Linked DNA regions of Drosophila melanogaster: region 2 is linked to region 1. A link is a contact called in public Hi-C data. All regions are on one chromosome and are shown on one strand. The core of a region is the stretch at or near the end of the contact, and the rest is flanking DNA. Distances in the headings are between cores, read along the strand shown.

Evidence for each region. A called contact is a pair of places that touch in the nucleus more often than the background predicts.
Region 2: a contact with region 1 is called in a Hi-C map of the Kc167 cell line, with 2.6 times the contacts expected there. The contact joins the promoter of Rich here to the promoter of TfAP-2 in region 1. A contact is called at or near these places in 2 of 107 Hi-C or Micro-C datasets (the Kc167 cell line and ovary) and 1 of 6 datasets of contacts at active chromatin or transcription factors (the Kc167 cell line).

What each region holds. Positions count from the first base shown.
Region 1 is chr3L:21,585,140-21,588,240 of dm6, forward strand. It overlaps TfAP-2 (Transcription factor AP-2), which reads left to right and starts at 1,689. Exons shown (of 8, transcript NM_001275251.1): 1 at 1,689-1,757. The coding sequence starts at 1,719.
Region 2 is chr3L:22,261,258-22,264,358 of dm6, forward strand. Rich (RIC1 homolog) reads right to left here and starts at 1,664. Exons shown (of 3, transcript NM_141128.3): 1 at 1,497-1,664; 2 at 1-1,439. The coding sequence starts at 1,421. It overlaps Ddx1 (Dead-box-1), which reads left to right and starts at 2,112. Exons shown (of 4, transcript NM_079488.4): 1 at 2,112-2,241; 2 at 2,296-2,347; 3 at 2,401-3,101. The coding sequence starts at 2,226.

The sequences.
Region 1 (3,101 bases), core at 439-2,938:
CAAACGAGTGGGGTAGTTCTTACCTATTGGTACCTGTCGACGTTAAGCTTATACCCAAATAATTTTGATACCTTCAGATATGAACGGTATTTGCCTATCGGAGTATATGCTAGTCTTAAAAAATATGTGTTTATAAAGATTAGTTTGTTCTCATGCATCTCTTATCTTAAGGTTATCCAAATATAACTTAAAATAATTATCTATTAATATAGCTGTTACTGGAACTGTTATTTTCCAAGGAGATACCCAAAAGTAGCTTGAAATTGACGAATATATCTGAAGTACTTTTAAGAAACGTTTCGTATACGTTTTCCTTGGGAGCATTGATTTACACTCTAAATTTGTAATTCGTTTTGATTGTTAGATTTTGTATCTAATACTTCTAAATAACCATAATTGTTTCAAAAATTTTGAAATTTTTATGTGAATGGGTTGAAAGTTTCTGTAATCAGTTTCTATGTGTAATCTGCAACTTAAAAAATCTTTTTCAACCGTGCCTTGCTGCTTCGACTTAAGTAAGTCCCTCTTTTTCCCAGTGCAGTACATAGGCACACACATAATGCCTCCGGCCGTGGGCAACGAAATTCGGGGAGTGGGCGAGACAAATATTAAATCAAGCTGTGTATTATGTACTGGCCATGCGGCACATAAATATTTATGTATCTACATGTAGACTCATCAGGGTGTGCGGGGCTATGTGTAATTATGCACTTATCACTCTACATGAGCCGTGTCCGTTGCCGTTGCCGACTTTGCTAAGTTCCATTTCCTCGGGAGCTATTGTCCGCATATAGAAGGAGTCCACCCGAATCTCAGATGTACGCATGTACACGCGTCCAGGGAGTCGCAGTGCGTATGTACAGGTGCCCACGAGTCCGTACATACGTATCCGTATCCGTCCATGTACAGAAGCTGTATGTGGAATTGCGACGGAGGGAGGAGGCTCAAGGCCCACATACAGCCATTGCTGCGCGCTATCTTGGCAGGACTTTCGGGGGGCTGTGACTGCGACTAAGGATGGGGATGGGGATGGGATCTGGGAGGCGGGAGGTGGAAGGTGGAGGTGGGAGATGGTGCTGGGATTTGGGTGGCACATGACCAACAGAAGCTGCATGCATACACCCCCGGGTGGAACAGTACATAGCCAACGGCTGGGTCTTCGTTCGCACGGAACTGAGCGGAGTGGAGCGGAGCGGAGTGTAAGCTGGGCTGGGGAATCCTTTGGCCGAAAACCACAAAGGAGATACGGAAGTTGGCTCAGACGACGACGACGGCGCTACTGCAGCTCCTCCAGTGCCGATCCGCAGCTGGAACCTCTGGCACAAGTGCGAGTGCAGGAAACCGGAGCGGAAATTCACTGGGCGGATTTCAAGTCCAAGTTCAGGCCGTGTTCCTTTACCGAGTTACCCCGTAACTAAATAACCGTGTTTGGGTCTCAAGTTCCGCCGGCATCCGCACGTGATTCCTTACTACGAGTGCCAGTCCGCTTAAAGTAAAGTTCGGTGTCCGTTTCCACTCGGAGTATCTGCATACCCGCGCGGAGACATCCTAGGTCGATTAACATAAATTTGCACTCGGTGGCCAACTGCGAAAGCTGTCATCATTCTGGATTTTACAAACAACTTCCGACGGAAGGTCGGTCGGACAACAGCTGCCACTGGGCCCAAATTGGCAAATTGCTTTAACCAACTTTTCGTCTATTTCCGTAGGAGTTGGATATGTCATTTCTGGCTACCTTGGACGCAAGTGCCTGGCAGGTATGTCCCCATTGCTCCTCCTCCTTCGCGAATTAGCATAATTTGTGTTTACTATAAGTAGGCTGGGCCTATCTGCTCCGAAATATTCAGATTACAAAATCAGGTCGAGTTTGTGACAAATACAAAGTTTAGCCCAATTTAATACGGTTTTAATAAGCGAGTCTACCAGTGCAACTGCTACTTCCAGTTTTTACCTTTTCAATGTACTTTATCCGAAAGAAGTCTTTTTCTTGATTCTGAAAAAAGTAATCATCCTTACCCTTGACTCAATAGAACTTTCAATCCCATTTCTAAAGTTAAATGTTTTCAAGAGCAGATTATGTAACGAAGATAAAAAGTGGTTAGATGCCGTAAAATATGGATGTTTTCATTTACAATAAATGCTTTTCAAAAGAGGGGATGAATTTGTTAATTTCGCTGCTTGGCAAGCCGAAATAATATTATTACTCGAAATGGAACTTCATAACTCAGACAGCAGACAATCGAATCATACATGGTAAATTTGACTCTGCCAAATCTAAATTTGTAATGAAAACTTTATTGACGTACGCAAAAAAGTGCGAAGGTTTATCCGACGGTTAACTGATATTCAGTGTTTTCGTTTTTAACCATAAAATTTTAAAGAGCTTTAAGAAAAGAGAGAAAGTCTTGGTTTCTTTCATTGATTCCATTTCATGTGGAATATTTTAATGTTTGCTAGTAATTATAACATACAAATGCTTAAGTATTTAAAAAACTTCTTTAACGTGTGAATTGCTCATTTGTTCAATAATCATCCGTATATTGTAAATGTTAAACTATGCCGAGATCATTTAAATGGTTCTTTTCCAAGGGGTTAGTTTGTCATATGTGGCATGGGCATATTTAGTCCTTCCCAATATCCTTTGACAAGTTCCGCTTGCCACAAATTGAATTGCTGCGACTGGGGCTGCGGGTCGTGTGCTCCGCCGTCCAGTGGTCGTTTATGTCTGATCTGATCCTGTTTGAGGAGTAGTTCTGTGTGCAGGACGACTTAGTCCCTGTCACCGGCAGTCCGCTTCTTTCTGTGGTGGGCGGTTGGTGGTGATGTTGTTACTGGCAGCGTTGGCGCGGCTCAAATGGCAGCAACTGTTTGCGCAGACCTGTCGACCAAATGAACCGAATAATACATCAAACGCTCTTTAATGGGGGTGACAAATCCCCGACAGTTGGTGGACCTGATTACTTTATGAGTGCGGTGGGTCGGTCCTGAATAAGCCGCTCGTCGTTTCTGCAAAAATTAATCAAGCACCGAACATGCAAATATGCTAAAGCAATTGTGCCCCTAAAAAGAGTTCGCAATGGTAATGAGACATGACACTAAAA
Region 2 (3,101 bases), core at 414-2,913, 680 kb after region 1:
ATGCTGCCTGTGTGCGGGCTTTGTTTTAACTCCAGACAGTCGCCATCACCGGAAATGTCTTCGTCAGAGCCCAGGCCGCTTGATGGAAACGTTCCATGGCTTCCGGCATACGTTAGCTCCAGATTATTGCCCTGGTTAAGGTACAGGCAGTCGTCACCCTGCAGCAGGATGTGCGGACTAGTCGTCATGCAGGGATTCATACTCAGAGCGCTCTTCACAAACTGCAGCTGAAGCACATTACTTTTGTCTTTTTCCGGATGCAGTTTTAGCATAAAAAGCTGATAACCCTCGGTTGACCATTCGAGCCGACGGATCTTGAGTGGATTTTGACAAACCAAATCTACGTTAAGGCCGAAATCCCAGCTCAGAGTAGACATTAACAATGCTCCGAATGTGCTCCATAGGGACAAGCCTCCATTTGTCCAACTCACAGCAAGGACGCAGCCGTCAGGGCTCCACTTTAGCTCGTTTACTGAACCCAGGCTGTCTGGGAGTATGTTTTCCGTGAGGATAAGTCGATGAGAAAACTCTAGTCCCCCGGTGGCATCATCAATTGCGTACACCTTCACCGCCGAGCTCTCTTGACCATATGCCAACAGTCGAAATTTGTGATTGACACTGCAGACACTCGCATCCTCAACATCCGGCACCCAGAAGCCGTGCATGTGATCGGTCTCAAATCTTAGATGGTTGGCAATCAGGAAGGCGGCTCGTCGGTCACTGAAGACGGCTGCACAGCCACCGATGAACGGCGAGTATTCCAGAGAAGCTACGTACGAGTCCCTGTTCAAGGGCGGCACATTGCGCGCGGACTGCTGAGGCTGCTGCTGGACGTAGAAGGGAATGTCGCGCAGCTTAATTGAAGATAGGGCTGGCAACTCTAGGTCGTTCTCTGCGTGCTCCAGTTCGGTCCACTGCAGACGCAGCAGTTCGCAGGACTGGGTGGCCAAGAGTAATTCGCTGAGGCTAATGCAGCACACAGTGGTGATGACGGAGCCCAAGGTGACGCTACACAGTTCGCGAAGGCTCAGCCGGGGTATGTTTTCCTTGATAAACAGCTCGGCGGAGTCGCGTTTGAGGCTCGCGGCGGGCGGATCTATCTGCTGCAGGATTCCCATGCCGTTGGCTTCGAAGTCCAGTTGGTACAACAACAGGGAGCCGGACGCGGTAAGCAGGGCAAGCTGCCGAGAGTCCGGCTTCCACACGATCAGCTGGTTGGCCCCGTACTGGCGAAGGGAGTCCTCCGTCCGCCGGAAATAAGCAATGGGAATGAGTGGATTCGCGTACCAGATGCCCAGAAAGTCGTCGCCCACGGCGGCCACAAGTATTTTCACCGCGTCGCAGCAGATGTGCCGGATGCTGGCGCTCTCGCCGGGCAGCGCCAGGCCCACCCGCTTGGGCCAGCCCACTGGATAGTACATCCTCCGTGTGAAAAGTTACTGCGCAAACGGAAAAGTTCATTAGCAAGAGCGGGAGTGCGGAAAAACGAATTCAACCTGCGGTCTGGTGCGGGTGCATTTAGCTTATGTGGGTTACGCCCAGTTTTACATGATCTGCCCCGATCAATTAGCACTTTTAGACAACATTCCACAGCACAACAAAAAATCTGAGCGATTTTACGCGTATACAAATATGAGTGTTGGCCAGCGTTCCAAAATCACAGCTGTTTGCCAATCGCCGTTTCGCACCACTGATTTTAAGAAGGCAACAGTGATGTCAGGCTAGCTTTTCTGCACCCATCAGCTGTTTCTTAAAAAATCGACAAGTGAATGCATTTTGGGTTACTTCTATTTTCGGCTATACGAGCCTTCTTATCGTTTTAAATTCATCTTTTAAACAATAATTAAATAAATACATTATGATTAGATCACGAACTAAATGTTCTACCCTTCATAGTTTTATCTCATAAAGTCAAGTAACATTGGCATTTATCCTATTCCAGTATAGTCAAGTAAAGTTACCAACAACTAATGAGTGTTGTTAAAAAGGAATTCCCGAAGATATTTTTTATGTTCAAACCCTTCATTCAAAATAAAGTTATTAAATACTTCAATTCATTGACCTGCGCAAGCTTACAACACTAAAAAGTTCCCGAATTTCGAGTCCGCGATCTAGTTCACCAACAACCACTGTCAATTCGAACTAATTCAACGCATCTCGAACTAAATAAATCAACCGGCTTTCGAGAGGCAGAACAAAAAGGAGATTTGTGAAGTATTCTCAAAATGACTGCATTCGAAGGTAAGTGAAAATTAATATTTAAGGTGTGCATTGCTTATTTGACTTGCCTCGCAGAGTTTGGCGTGCTTCCGGAGCTGGGAATGGCCACAGACGAATTGGACTGGACGTAAGAAAAAACAGTTCTGTCTGCCTATTGCCTTCACATTTATGAATTTTCAGCCTGCCCACCGATGTCCAGGCTGAGGCCATTCCTCTGATCCTGGGTGGCGGCGATGTACTGATGGCCGCCGAAACTGGTTCCGGAAAAACGGGTGCCTTCTGCCTCCCCATTCTGCAAATCGTGTGGGAGACCTTGCGTGATCTGGAGGAGGGGAAGGCTGGCAAGGGCGGTGCAATTGGAGGAGCTGTGACTCCGTGGACCATGTCCTTCTTCGACCGAGGAAACGCGCTTGCCGTCACTCCTGATGGTCTGCGTTGCCAGTCGCGGGAGTTCAAGGAGTGGCACGGGTGTCGGGCCACCACTGGCGTTCGCGGAAAGGGCAAGTTCTACTTTGAGGCCACGGTAACGGACGAGGGACTGTGTCGTGTGGGCTGGTCTACACAGCAGGCAAACCTCGATTTGGGCACCTGTCGCATGGGCTTTGGATTCGGCGGCACCGGCAAGAAGTCCAACAACCGCCAGTTTGATGACTACGGTGAGGCATTCGGCAAGGCAGATGTCATCGGCTGCCTGCTCGATTTGAAAAACCAGGAAGTGAGCTTCACCAAGAATGGCCAGAACCTGGGCGTAGCCTTCCGCCTGCCGGACAACCTTGCCAAGGAGACCTTTTACCCGGCGGTGGTGCTGAAGAACGCCGAAATGCAGTTTAACTTTGGAAAGACTGACTTCAAGTATGCCCCGGGTAACGGGTTCGTTGGCG